4 separate regions of the Mus musculus genome follow, and regions 2, 3 and 4 are each linked to region 1. The links are chromatin contacts, called in public Hi-C and promoter capture Hi-C maps. All regions are on one chromosome and are shown on one strand. Each heading gives the region's core, a stretch centred on a gene start, on an enhancer-like site or on the middle of the called end of the contact. The rest is flanking DNA. Distances are from core to core; before and after follow the strand shown. Region 1 holds the start of Dtx2 (deltex 2, E3 ubiquitin ligase). Region 2 holds the start of Agfg2 (ArfGAP with FG repeats 2). Region 3 holds the start of Mospd3 (motile sperm domain containing 3). Region 4 holds the start of Gigyf1 (GRB10 interacting GYF protein 1).

Evidence for each region. Promoter capture Hi-C pulls out the DNA fragments that hold promoters and counts their contacts. Hi-C and Micro-C count contacts between places; a contact is called where the count stands out from the background.
Region 2: a contact with region 1 is called in a promoter capture Hi-C map of liver, with 6 times the contacts expected there. The contact joins the promoter of Agfg2 here to the promoter of Dtx2 in region 1. A contact is called at or near these places in 2 of 39 promoter capture datasets (liver and pre-B cells).
Region 3: a Hi-C map of B cells shows a contact between it and region 1, with 10 read pairs. The contact joins the promoter of Mospd3 here to the promoter of Dtx2 in region 1. A contact is called at or near these places in 1 of 39 promoter capture datasets (maxillary cranial neural crest) and 1 of 484 Hi-C or Micro-C datasets (B cells).
Region 4: a promoter capture Hi-C map of pre-B cells shows a contact between it and region 1, with 6 times the contacts expected there. The contact joins the promoter of Gigyf1 here to the promoter of Dtx2 in region 1. A contact is called at or near these places in 3 of 39 promoter capture datasets (liver, neutrophils and pre-B cells).

What each region holds. Positions count from the first base shown.
Region 1 is chr5:135,993,106-135,996,448 of GRCm38.p6, forward strand. It overlaps Dtx2 (deltex 2, E3 ubiquitin ligase), which reads left to right and starts at 1,695. Exons shown (of 11, transcript NM_001256096.1): 1 at 1,695-1,861; 2 at 3,185-3,343.
Region 2 is chr5:137,682,879-137,686,221 of GRCm38.p6, forward strand. Agfg2 (ArfGAP with FG repeats 2) reads right to left here and starts at 1,875. Exons shown (of 12, transcript NM_178162.3): 1 at 1,481-1,875. The coding sequence starts at 1,701. Gm15498 (a long non-coding RNA gene) reads right to left here. Exons shown (of 2, transcript XR_003956003.1): 2 at 2,507-2,763.
Region 3 is chr5:137,599,200-137,602,542 of GRCm38.p6, forward strand. It overlaps Mospd3 (motile sperm domain containing 3), which reads right to left and starts at 1,509. Exons shown (of 5, transcript NM_001254762.1): 1 at 1,072-1,509; 2 at 778-853; 3 at 395-624. The coding sequence starts at 1,276. It also overlaps the pseudogene Gm7285.
Region 4 is chr5:137,517,170-137,520,512 of GRCm38.p6, forward strand. Gigyf1 (GRB10 interacting GYF protein 1) reads left to right here and starts at 1,711. Exons shown (of 24, transcript NM_031408.2): 1 at 1,711-1,817; 2 at 1,914-2,043; 3 at 2,141-2,236; 4 at 2,337-2,448; 5 at 2,568-2,676; 6 at 2,859-2,899; 7 at 3,043-3,207. The coding sequence starts at 1,783.

The DNA.
Region 1 (3,343 bases), core at 445-2,944:
TAGAAGCAGAGACCTGAAGGACACATTCTCTGTCATCTATATGAATGCTGTGGCATGACCCATCCCTGTACAAAAAAAAAAAAATGAGAATAATAAAAAATAGGAGTCCTTATTTGTAAGTTCATGGATGCAAAATGGAAATCAGCAGACAGGAGTCCATTTAAGGCTAGGAGGGCTGGGGATATGCCTGAGTCAGCAGAGAGCTTGCTTAGTGTGCAGGAAGCCCTGGGTAACCCCCCCCCCCCCCCCCCCCGCTCCCCCTGCCTGGTCCTCCTCTATAGCTGGGAACAACAGTACACACCTGCAATCTCAGAAGGTGAGACAGGGGGATTAGTAGTTGCAGGCCATCTCTGAAGCCAGGTGCTAAGACACCCTGTCTCCAAAACAAATAAACAAAAAATCCCCCTACTTCCACTAGGAGGGACTTATGTAGAGCTTTTGGGGACAGACACGTTTTCTTTGGGCTGTGAAGTCATTAAGATCTTTCTGGCTGTATAGATTATACGTGGGTCCTTGGTGGCTACCATCGGCACTAGGAAATGCCAGGTGCCATCCATTCATCAGAAATAATGAGCAAAGCAGCTGTGTCTTATCAGACTGTCCCTCTGCAGTGTCAGATGGAGACCAATTAGCAGAGGCAGGAAGCAACACAATTCTGCCTTTCCAAGCAAAACAGTAGCAAGCACCCCTGCTCCTCAGTGACACTGCTGAGGCCAGGCCTCCTTGACTTCTCTAGCTGTGTTCATCTTTTCTGCTTGGTGAGCCGGGAGCAGGTTCTGGGAATGGAACAGGCTCTGTGAAGTGGAATTTTAAGGACTTCTTTTGCAAATCCAGGGTCTTCTGCCTACTCGATAGATAAGTGCTCTACCACTGAGCCAGGCCAACTTAAGCCAAGGTTTAACTTTTTTTTTTGTTTTTTGTTTTTTGTTTGTTTGTTTGTTTTTCGAGACAGGGTTTCTCTGTGTAGCCCTGGCTGTCCTGGAACTCACTTTGTAGACCAGGCTGGCCTCGAACTCAGAAATCTGCCTGCCTCTGCCTCCTGAGTGCTGGGATTAAAGGCATGCGCCACCACGCCCGGCTTAACATTTTTTAATAGATTCTTTTCTTATTTAAAAATTTTAAATCTATGTTTTTAAAGACTGTGCTTGTAAGCTCAGCAATTAGGAAGCAGAGGCAGGAGGTTCAAGAGTTTAAGAGCAGCCTAGGCTTACATCACAAATTCAAAGCCACTCCGAGGTACATGAGATCCTGGACCCCTTCCACCCCTACAAGTGGACTCTTATAGCTGGGGATTAATTAGTAGTAGAACACTTGTCTACTGTGCTTGCATTAACTTTGATCCTCAACACCACAAAAGGAAAAATCAGGGTTGGCGATAGGGCTCAGAGGGTAAAGGCATTTGCTGACAAGCCTGACACCTTGAGTTCGATCCGTGGAACCCACGTGAAGGTGGACACGGAGAACGGACTCCTAAAGTTGTTCTTTGACCTCTGTAAGTACACCCCCCTCCAGAATATACACACATAATAAAAAGAAATATAAAAATTATTAAAAATCAAATGCATCAGTGATTAGCGAGGGAGTAAGTCAGTAGGAGAAAGAGAAGGCTGGGTACATTTATATCTGCTGGTGTGCTTTGGTTCAGCCCACTCAGCTTCATCAGAACTACATTTCCCAGAAGGCACTGCGTGAGGTGGACATGCGCAGCGCGGTGCTTGGAGGCTGCGACGCCGAGTTTCACTCCGGCTGCCTCCGGCTCGGAGTCGGAGACATACTCGAGGGTTCTTCCCAGGCCGAGCCGGAGCTGAGCCCGGAGGTCGGCGGTCCTCTCAACCTGTTCCTTCTGCTTCCCTCAGACTCGGTGAGCGGGACGGGCGGGCCACCTGCTGGCGCCCAGCCTGGGGTCCCGAGGGTGGGTGGGTGGGTTGAGGAGAGGGGGCTATTGAGCCAAGCTGAGACCGGAAGGGGGCGGTCGTGCGAGGAGGGAGGGCCGTGCCGGCGGGATGGGTGAGTCCTGGGGGCGTTGGGAGCCCTGGGCACCTCGGTACCAGGGTCCTGGAGGCGGGAAGTCGCAGTTGGGACGCTCTGAGCGTTGGGGACTGGGCTGGGTGTGGTAAGAGCCCTATTTTTTGCAGAGACAGGGGTCGCATCCCTGGCAGTTTGAGTCCTACAGGACCTGGAAGAGCAGTGAGGCTATTGCTACCCTGGCTCCCTGAGGGGTCAGTTTCAGTCCTGGAGCGTTTGTGTGTGTGTGGGGGCGTTACATCCAGGCGATAGGGATCCACCACTGTCTGAGAGAGTTGGACTTTGGAGGCGTTTGCCTTTCCATTCTCGGTCTGTGTCAGACTGGGTCTCTGGGGCACTTTGGGGTGTCTCTGTTTTGAAGCTCCGCTTTTCATCCTATCCCTCACACAGCTGCAGGGTTGCCCGCGTTAGCTTTGCCTCCACAGTGGCATGAATGGGAATGTGTTCACAGGCAAGACCTTTAATGAACTCTCTTTTCTCCGTGCCGTCTTAGCCCCTTTAAAATTCTAGAGAGCCCAGCAATGTGTTGCACATTTATAATCCCAGTATTTGGGAGACAAAGGTTTGCGGGTAGCTAAAGCTTGCCTGTGCTTCATCACAAGATACTATATTACATCCCTCTCACTCCCCAAAAGAGTGCTAGCCAGGTGTGGTGATTTATGACTGTAATTTCAGCACTTGTGAGGCAGAAGCTGGAGACTCAGGAGTTCCAGTCCAGCCCTAAGCTATATACTGTGGCCCCTGCTTAAAACAAAACAAAACAAAAAAACCCCCAACAACCCAAAAGTAACAGTTCTGTGATGTAGAGTTCCCAGTAGCCACGAGAATCAGGATTGACTTCAGTTGGTCAAGGTGTCAAGTCTCTTTGCTTATTTTCTGTGTGACTTTGGTCAAATTTTTATCCTCTCTGGTGTGTTGATTTCCTTCATGGACCATCCGTGGGACCGGTTTCTGAAGTCCTCACGCAGACTTTTCTGAGAAAGGGTTTAATTGAGTGGGCTGAGAAAGACTGTCCCTAGCTTCTGCTCCCTGCCCAAGCTGTTGGAAAATAAGCCTGGTAATTTCCAGTTGCCAGCCACAGCACACGGGACCCAACATCTGTGCGCTCATTTTCTCTTGCCGATTCTTCACTGAAGACTTAATCATCTTTTTGGCAAAGGTACCTCGGAATCGGTGTGGCTGAGTCAGCAAGGCCTCAGATTTGCCGGGTTCTTGTTTGCTGTTCCTATCAAGATGGGAGCTCAGACAAGTTATTGCTTCTGAGGATCTGGTGCTTTCATCAAGAAGGGACAGTTTGGTGCCAGCTCTTCAGTGAAGA
Region 2 (3,343 bases), core at 625-3,124, 1.7 Mb after region 1:
TTTCCTTATTAAATAAATAAATAAATAAAATAGCAGTGTACTAAAATACTAGAAAACCAGACAAAAACGAGTCCCTAAGAAAACCAAAGATCTCGAACCCAATGTTAGTCAAATAATTCCTAAGGAGAAGGAGCTTACTAAATAACTAGAAATCTGGGGTGGTCTGGGCTGAGGGTAGCATTGTGGATTTTACAACCAAGCCTCTGCTCCCCAAATTTACAGTTTACCAGATGAGACTCGGCAGTACACTTAGGAAAGACCCCAAAGCATGCCTGTAACCCCAGCCATTACAGAGGTAGAGGCAGGAGGACTCTGAGTTCCAAAGCCACCCCTAGCTACATCATGAATTAAAAGTCACCGTGGACTGTATGAGACCCCGTCTCAAGACAAATTAAAAAAAAAAAAAATGGACTGGTGAGCTAGCTAGCTCAGCAAGTATGGGAGCTTACAGCCATGCCTGTTGACCTGAGTTTGATCCCCAGGCCCCACACGTAGTGGAAGGAAATTGCTGATTCCTACAAGTTATTCTCTGATAACCACACAAGCCATGGAACCTACATGTCCCTACAGTGCAAAGTAAAGAAATCAAATGCAACTTTAACGGGGGCAGAGGACGAAATGGGGAAAAGAAAAGAATATGCCATTCTGATCCTCATCTCTTCGGGAAAGCTAAGCTGTCCGCCAGGATAACCCTTTGGCTCTCTGCCCTTAGTATATTTCGTAAGTCATCTACCCTCTAGCTAGCATTCCAGAGCCTGAAAGATTAGGATCTGCACCTGATCCCTGGCTTCATACCTGCCACTCTAGGCTGTCAGCCTGGGCTAATGCGTGGAGCATTTTCCATTCCCTTCTAGGGTACTTTTGTCTTAGGCTCGACTTCCCTATTTCTTTCCCTTCTCCTTCCACCCCGTTCCCCTCCGCTCCCCTCCTGGTGGAGCGGCAAGGGTCTCATGGTTGGCCTTGAACTCCTGATCACCTCCCCCTCAGTGTTGGGATTACAGGCGTGTACCACACTACTCGGGTTTTATGCAGTGCTGTGGATGGAAACTCAGGGCGCCGAGCGTGCTAGGCAAGCACTCTACCAACTGAGATACAATGCAACCCCAGCTAAAGTTCCCTTTAAAGGTCTATGTCAATTTCTGGCCCTTTAAGTCCCTCCCCCACCCCACCCCAGTCCCTCCACACTTTCTCTCTCCCCACCTGCAATTCGCCTTCGCCTCCCCCAGGGAGTTTCTCCAATCCTCTCCTCGTGTCCTTCTACAGCCCCCACCCTCCCTCTGCAGCGCGACTCCACTCCCGTCTTCTGTCCCCCTGCGCTTTTTCCCTTTCCCCCACGACACACCTCTGCAGCAGGCGACCTTCCACCGCCACATCCAATGCCGGGGCTACCCCTCTGACCTCCTGGATCGCCCCGAGCTCCTGCAGACTCACTTCACCCGAACCAAACCCAGTTCCCCCCCCCCCCCCCGGATCCACTCACAGGAGGCCGGAGCAGGTGGTGCAGACGAAGCTGCCCACGGTGATGTCCACATACGTGACCCCGCGCTGGGCGCACTCGAAACAGTGGCGGTTCCCGGCCTGGCTGCAGCCGCCCAGCTCCCGCACTCGGCGGCACCACACCTCCGAAGCGGCTTCAGCCTCCGCTTTGCTCCCTCCGACCCCGCCACCCGGGCCCGGGCCCTTCTTAGCCGCCATCACCATCTCTCCTCCAGGTTCCTCTGCAAGTCAGCGGTCGCTCCCCTTTAACCGCTCGCTGCCTTTCCCGCCTCCGCCGCCTTCGCACGCCCGGCAACCCTGACACCAGCTCCTGCAGCCCCGACCACGACCGCGAGAGACTCTGCCGCCCCCTTCCTCGTCCTGTTCGGCACGCTGATTGGCTAGTCTCCCCCCACCTCCTTGCTTTAATTGGTTCGATTCGAGACGGCCTCCGGTTGCTGGAGCCTTCAGAACCACGCCCCACTGCCACCCGGCCTTCTGTCTTTTCCATTGGTTCACAAAGACCCCCACCTTGCAAGTACAATGCGTGCCCTCCTCCTTGTCCCCGCCCCCTCTCGCCACGGACTCCTATGCTGACTCTGATTGGTTGTTAAGGTTGCAAAATTAGCGTGCGAGAGAAAGGAGGTGTTCGGCGCGTGCGTAGTGCTCATCCTCCGGATTGATACTAATTCCCGCCAAATTTCAAAGGCTCGTTCCAGGCTGAGCCAGGAGACAAGAAAATCGGAAAGAAATTGCCCTAGGATGAGCTGGAGGAGAAAGGGAAAGACAGAGAAGGGGAGTGCTTTGTAAAAGATACTTTATTTATCCAAGTCATAGAAAGAGCCCCCACTTTAGAGTCAAGTTAAAAACCTGAGGTAGGATGCAGAAGGGATGAACGGCGTTTGCCACTAACCTTCATTCCCACTCCTGTAAGAAAACCGACTCCTATAAGCTAGCTGCCTTCTGATTTCCATGAGTACACACACACACACACACACACACACACACACAAATAAATAAATGCATGTAAAAAATATTCAAGAAAACATGTTGAAGTGGATCACAGAACTGGTTTGTGGCTCAGTCAGAATTTGAATCTGAGTCTTTTGATTTTAAAAGCTCTGCTCCGTGGCCAGGGATGTATCTCAGCTGGTAGAGTGCACTAAGCGCGAGGTTCAAGCCCCCAGCACTGCATACAACTCAGCGCGGTGGCACAGGCCAGTAATTCCAGCATTTGGGAAGTGGGGGTAGCAGTAGCGGTACTTCAGAGTCATCCTCGGTCACTGCCTGGAAAAGGAAAGGCTGAGAATAAGCAGGTTTAGGGATGCTGGCAACCATAAGTCAGGACTTTGGTTTCAGACATGCCAATGGGATGCGGGCAGATGAGAGATAGGTTTCTGAGTTATTGGTACCCAGGAGCCCATGGGCTAGATGAGGTTGCTTAATTGTTGTCATAGCTGCAAGTGTACTTCCCCCTGAGCTGTGGTGATGCCAAGTCCCCATGTACACATGCAAAGGAACCATTTTGCTTCATGTAAACCATGGCTGCATGCCTTGGATTCCAAGCAGGTGGATCGCTGTGAGTTTTAGGCCAGCCTGGTCTATGTAGTGAGTTCCAGGGGATTACACAGTGAAATCCTGTCCCCCACCCCACCCCCACCAAAAAAAAAGCCTCTTGTACATTTTCAGAGTTCAGCGTTCAGCATTTCCCTGTGCTGGCCATTTCTTGCACAGCTTCTCTTTAGCCAGTGGTTATTTCTTCACCCCTTAAAATGTTACCCACCACAAGTGAATAAATGGGCAGGAATTGGGGTGACCACTAGACTCTGATAGCTTCCAGTCTGTCTTTTGCTACAGGGTGTGGTCT
Region 3 (3,343 bases), core at 259-2,758, 1.6 Mb after region 1:
ACCTGGTAGGCCTTTGCCCAGTACTGCAGAAAACCAAGACCCGTGGAGAGATGACTCAATCAAAAAAAGGGCTGACCATGCAAGCATGGAGATCTGAGTTCAGTTCTCCAGAACATACTTAAAACTGGGCATGGAAGTGTATGCCTATAATCCCAGTGTTTGGGCGGTGGAGGCTCTGGATTCTGCACCGCCCATCCAGTCTACAAATGAATGTATATTAGGTTCAATGAGAGAGCCTGTCTCAAAACAACTAAGGGTGAGAAGAGACTGCACATGTGCTCAAGTCCATGCATAAGGACCCACATGCATATACTCACACAATACATATACACAATACCACACACACACACACACACACACACACACACACACACAAAGAATCTGTTCAACTCACTCTCCTGAAGATGTCTGGCTGGGGTCAGTCCTGTCCACACAGGAGGCCCTGGGTTGGGCGTTGGCTCAGAATGTCCCTGAAGCTCCAGGGGGTACGCTGGGGCTCGAAGAACAGAGGTGATGTCTTTTCTTCCAACCACTCGTCCCTCAGTCCCCTCCTCAGACAGCTCAATGCGGAATCTGTCCTGGACGTCATAGTGGCTGGGGACGGGGGCCACGTGCCGTATCACACTGAACCATTGGGAGGAAAGGAAGTGAGAGGCAACCAACCATGTAAATCCAGATCTCCTCCCCAGAAACTTTTCCCAGAGTGACTGCAGTCAGCAGGAGAAAAGACAACAGGTAGCTGTGGTGCCTGGCTGCTTCCCCAACCTCCCCACTCACATGTCAATGCAGGACTGAGGCTTCACATATCCCTCTGCATCGAATACCGTGTATTTGGCAGGTGCTGTGCACAGAACTGTCAGATAAAGATACGCGAAGAGATCTTAGGCAAGTTTTACTTATAGTGCTCCACCGGGGCCCCTCATGTCAGCAACCCCGGAGATGGACATGATTTTTTTTTCAGACCCAAAGCTAGGCATCTTGCCTCTTGATTAATTCCTCCAGCCCACACAGTCTTCCCATATCCTGCTACTAACCCCCAGAGCCCTAGCTCTAAGGCGCCCGTCTCTTCACCTCGGAAGCGAAGCGCAGTTCCCGTGGGGTTGTAGAGGGTCAGCAGCTGCCGGGGTCCACTTCTCTGGTCCGCCCTGAATACTAGATCCGGGGGAAAGACCAGCACCGGGACAACGGGTCCTGAGGAAGGAGGGGAGCCCCGGGACCCCCGCCCAGGGGCCCCCGGACCCACCAGCTCCTGGTCCTGGGGCGCCCCACGGCGCATGCAGGCTCTGGGCGGTCGGACATCCGAGGGCAGAGCTCAGGAGGACAAGAGGGTCTTAGAGTTTAGGGCTAGTGACGCGATGGATGAAAAGAGGACAGGGGGAGATCATGAGCAGAGCGAGGCCTGATGTCACCACTGCCTTGGAACCCCGCTAGATGTGGATCCTGCAGCCCCGGGCCCCGGTTCCCAAACCTCCTCTCCTGCCAGCTGGGCCCCAGGTTCCTATAGGCCCCGCCCCCAAACCGCACCGCAGTGGCCACGCCCACCTGGCTAAAATCCGTCCCGCCTCGTCGCTTCCCAATCCGGGTCTTCCGGTTTGGGGCGCAGTAAACCCGCCCTGTTTCTGACCACGCCTTTTCCGGGTCTTCCCGCTCCGATCTCCTGACGGACTCTGCTCTTTGAGAGTCCCTGACCTCCAGGTCACCGAATTGTGTCCCTGTGCCCTTTCCTTGAGCTCGGCATATGCTCTGCTCGGGATCCCGCCTGTGAACAGCCGCTTGTACTGTGATAATCACCTCGCGGTCAAAGTTTCCTCCGGTCAACTTGTGACCAAATTAAGGGCGCCATCTTCCCGAGAGTTCCTTTATGCACTTCCGCCGTACGGCCTCTCTTATTGGTGGGTGCTGAATCCCTTCCGCCCCAATGTTCGCTGATTGGTGTTCTTCAAAGACCAAACACGCCTCCTTTGGCACCACTGATTGGCTTGATCTTGGTAAGAATTTTATGTGTCCTGAGTTCCTTCTCTGTCTGAGAGTTAAGTGCGAGAGGCGGGACTGTGAGCAACGACCTAGCGTTTGTTTATCTGGGCCTGGGAAACGTATGATTAAGTCAGTAATCAATAAGCAGAACTGGATGAGGCAGGAACTTTTTTTTTTTTTTTTAAATAAGAGGGTTAGTGCTGAAGGGTTCGGACCCAGGTTCGCTTCCAGCATAGACATAGTGACAACTATAACTCCAGTTTCTGGGAATCGAACGCCCTCATTTGACCTCTGACAATACGTGGGTCATATACATGTAAAGAAAACTTTCGATACTAAAGATGTGCCTACAAACCAAAACAGGAACCACCAAGAAAGCAGGAGAACTTTTTCTAAGCCGGCGCTCCGTCAGGACGAACATGTTCAGCTCGAGCGCCAAGATCGTGAAGCCCAATGGCGAGAAGCCCGACGAGTTCGAGTCTGGCATCTCTCGGGCGCTTCTCGAGCTGGAGATGAATTCTGATCTCAAGGCGCAGCTGCGGGAACTCAACATCACCGCAGCCAAGGAAATTGAAGTTGGTGGTGGTCGGAAAGCTATCGTAATTTTTGTACCAGTTCCTCAGCTTAAATCTTTCCAGAAAATCCAAGTCCGGCTAGTGTGAATTGGAGAAAAAGTTCAGTGGGAAGAATGTAGTCCTCATTGCTCAGAGGTGGATTCTGCCCAAGCCAACCCGGAAAAGCCGAACGAAAAATAAGCAAGAAGCGCCCCAGAAGCCGCACCCTGACAGCAGTGCACGATGCCATCCTTGAGGACTTAGTCTTCCCAAGTGAAATTGTGGGTAAGAGGATCCGTGTGAAACTGGATGGCAGCCGGCTCATAAAAGTTCACTTAGACAAAGCACAGCAGAACAACGTGGAACACAAGGTTGAAACTTTTTCTGGTGAGTACAAGAAGCTCACAGGCAAGGATGTTAATTTTGAATTCCCAGAGTTTCAGTTGTAAAGAAAATGACTGAATAAAGTGTCATTCATAGTTAAAAAACAAACAAACAAACAAAAAACCAGGAGAACCATTTGGAAAGGGGAAGGTGATAGGGGACAAGAGATACAGTGGGGGTGATTGTGATCAAAATACATTTATACACGTTTTATATACAAATTGATCAATTTATTTCTGTAAAACTCATCTGTAATTAATATGATTAGAAAAAAGACAGAAAAACAAAAAGGAAAAGAAAACTACCAAAAGTAATCAGGCACAGTCCTGTAGTTTCAGTAGGGACAGGTGGGATTGCCACAAGTTTGAAACTCACCTGGTCTGTTACACAAAGGGAGTTCTAGGCCAGCCATGGCCACATAGTGAAGTCTT
Region 4 (3,343 bases), core at 461-2,960, 1.5 Mb after region 1:
TAGTGCAGTCATTGGGGTCGGGAAGGGGGAGTGGAGTGTGCAGCCTGAGCTAGCCCAGGCTCTTGTAGTTAAGACACTTACCTCACTGTGGCTTGGGAGTTCTGGGGTGCTGAGATTCTGGGTCACCCCATTGTCTGCCATGGGGCCTTGGTTTAGTTACTGAGGAGACCCTCTTTCCTAGACTCCTCTAGTGGACACTCTCTTCTTCCTTCTAGATTCCTGGCGTCCTGCAGCGGATGGCGACTGGAGAGGCACACTGGTCCAGCCTCCTGCCCAGCCTGTGATAAAAAACCCACGTATTCCCCCCGGACACTGCCTGTCCTTCCTTCTCTACTCTGCCCTTCCTGAGAGTCTCCTACCCAGGACCCTAGAGGAACTTGCCCTGTTGCTGCCACTGCTGCCTCATTAGCCACTAGAGACTGAACTTGCCTCTTCCCATATGGTGAGGGAGCCTTCCGCCAGCCACAACCTGAGAACCCTGCTCCCACCTTGACCTTTTTTCTGAGGGGCAGTTGTTGATGTAGGGTAGGAGTTTAGGTCTTGGTTCCTATTCCTGTGGCCACACCCACCTGCTCAGAGCCTACCGTGAGTGGAGTGAGTACCTGTGGCTCTGGAAGTCCTGTCTGCTTAGTTTGTGCTGAAACCCAGCCCCCTCAGACAGATGCCCTAAGTTTTCTTTAGAGAAGTTGGCTTGTTCCAAGGCTTGTCATACTGCTTTATAAAATGGACCATTCCTCTATAGAACATAAGCGGCCCCAATGCCTGCCTGTCTTATTTTTTGAGACAGGGTCTCATATAGCCCAGGCTGGCCCTAAACTCTTATGTAGCCAGAAGTGACCTTAAATTTCTGAACCTCCTGCCTCTCTCTATCTCCCAAGTGTTTGGGATCAAAGCCGGGTGCTATATTCCTTGTTGGTGTGGTGTTGGGGGCAGAGTCTAGGGCTTCAAGTATGGTGAATAAGTGCCCCCCCACCCCCAGCCAAACTATATCCCCAGTCCAGTGATTGTTTCAGAATAGTCTTACTGTGTGCTGTCCCAGGTTGTCCCAGGAACTTGCAGTCCTCTTGCCTTTGTCTCCTGAGTGCTGGGATTACAAACATGGGCATTACAAAGCAGGCTTAAGTTTTGTGCTGAAAATCCTCACTGTATTCTGGGCACACTGGTTACCTCAGCCATCCCATGAGAGCACCTCTGACCAATGACCACATTGTCCCTTCTCCTGAGTGCACTGTACCCGGCAGCTGTGGGCCAGGGGCTGGGAGACTGTCTAATTCACTGGGGTAACCTCTCTCTTCCTCCTCTTCTCCCTAAGGATCTCTCCCAGATGTGAAAGTTTCTCCCAGGCACTTAGAGGCTAGAGCTAGTTGCTTGGGGATCCTAGTTCAGCGCAGCCCGGCCCCTGTGAGACCAGAGAGCCCTTGTTTCCCTGGACAGAACTGTCAGGTGAGTGTTGGGCCACCAGAGGGCGTCCCACTGAGCTGGAAGGGGCTCAGGCTTCAGTGTTCCCTCACTCCCTAGGACTCTCCCCTACCCTGACTCAGCTTTGGTTAACTCATGGTGTGAGTGGTCACCTGTCTGGTGTAGGTGAGTTCAATGCCAAAATGTCTCACCGTCTAGATGGAGGCCTGTCACTGGCCCAGCAAAGTGCTGGCGCCATGACTGATCTGCCCTGCACCAGCTTACTCATGACTTGTCTGTGACCCTACAGGTATTTGGACAGTACTCTCCTGGTCCTGTCTCTGCCATTCATCCTTGACCTTTGAGAAGCATCGAAGCTCCACAATGGCAGCAGAGACACTCAACTTTGGGCCTGAGTGGTGGGTCACTTAAGCTCTGGTCCAGGGGAAAAGCTGGTGTAGGGGTGAAGGGCCACGTGGACCTCCGTCTCCCCTTTTTTTTTGTACCTGTTTTAGGCTGAGAGCCCTTTCGAGTGGTGGCAGCGTGGCCTCTCCACCCCCATCTCCTGCCATGCCCAAATACAAGCTGGCAGATTACCGCTATGGGCGAGAGGAGATGCTGGCCCTCTATGTCAAGGAGAACAAGGTGAGGTTTGGGATGGAGCACAGCTCCCTCGCCCATTTGCCTTATCTGTGAGTTGCCTCTGAGTGGTTAATATATTGGGCCTCCTGCCCCATCCCAGGTCCCGGAGGAACTACAGGACAAGGAGTTTGCTGCAGTGTTACAAGAGGAACCGCTGCAACCTCTGGCTCTGGAGCCTCTGACTGAGGAGGAGCAGGTGGGGCTGGGCCTAGGGTGGAGGAGGGAGGGGCTGGGCTTGGGAAGATGGGGGCTGACTGGGTGACGGTCCTCACTGCCATCCCTGGCTCCCTCCTCAGAGAAACTTCTCGCTGTCGGTGAACAGTGTGGCTGTGCTGAGACTGATGGGGAAAGGGGCTGGGCCCCCTTTGCCTGCCACCTCCCGTGGCAGGGGCAGCACTCGGAGCCGAGGTAGACAGCGACTCCTCGTATTTTTTAGGGGAGGAGGTGGGCAGAGTTGGAGTGGGTGGTGGCAAGGATACAGAGGGACACTGGAGGGTCCCAGACCCAGTGTAAACCCTCTTCTTCAGGGCGAGGCCGTGGTGACAGCTGCTTTTACCAAAGAAGCATTGAGGAAGGCGATGGGGCCTTCGGAAGGAATCCTCGGGAGATCCAGCGAAGCCAAAGCTGGGATGACAGGTGGGGATGACAAGATGGAGAGAGACGGGCAGAACGGAGGAGTGCCACTGAGCTGGAATAGGGTGACTAGAGGGACCAGAGACACCCAGCAGGCCAGCCCTGATCAGAGCCCCTGGGTCGTGTCTACCCAGCCTAGCACCCCCTGGGGAAGGGTGATGTTTGACCGACGCCTTTCTTCACAGAGGCGAGAGGCGGTTTGAGAAGCCTGCAAGGAGGGATGGAGGTATGAGCGTGTTGATGATGGTGGCCAGCATGGTCGGGAGGCAGTGGAGGTGGGGTTCCCAGGTAGGGGGATGGGGGGGGAGCTAATAGGAGTAAGCTCTCTTGAGGTTCATCCATGCTTACTGTTTGTCTCCCCTGTGCCAGTACGGTCTGGCTTTGAGGAGGGAGGGGCTGGCCCAAGGAAGGAGCATGCACGCTCAGACAGTGAGAATTGGCGCTCACTTCGAGAGGAGCAAGAGGATGATGGCAGCTGGAGACTTGGGGCGGGACCCCGGCGAGATGGTGATCGCTGGCGTTCCACCAGCCCTGGTAAGATGGGGGCTAGGTGGGGTCAGGATATCCTGGCGATACTAGGGAAGAGGTGCCATGCACGCGAGGAACAAGAAGATCCCAGGGGAAGCCTGGTGGACTGGAGAAGGTGGGGCTTGGCTTGGCTGGGCACTAG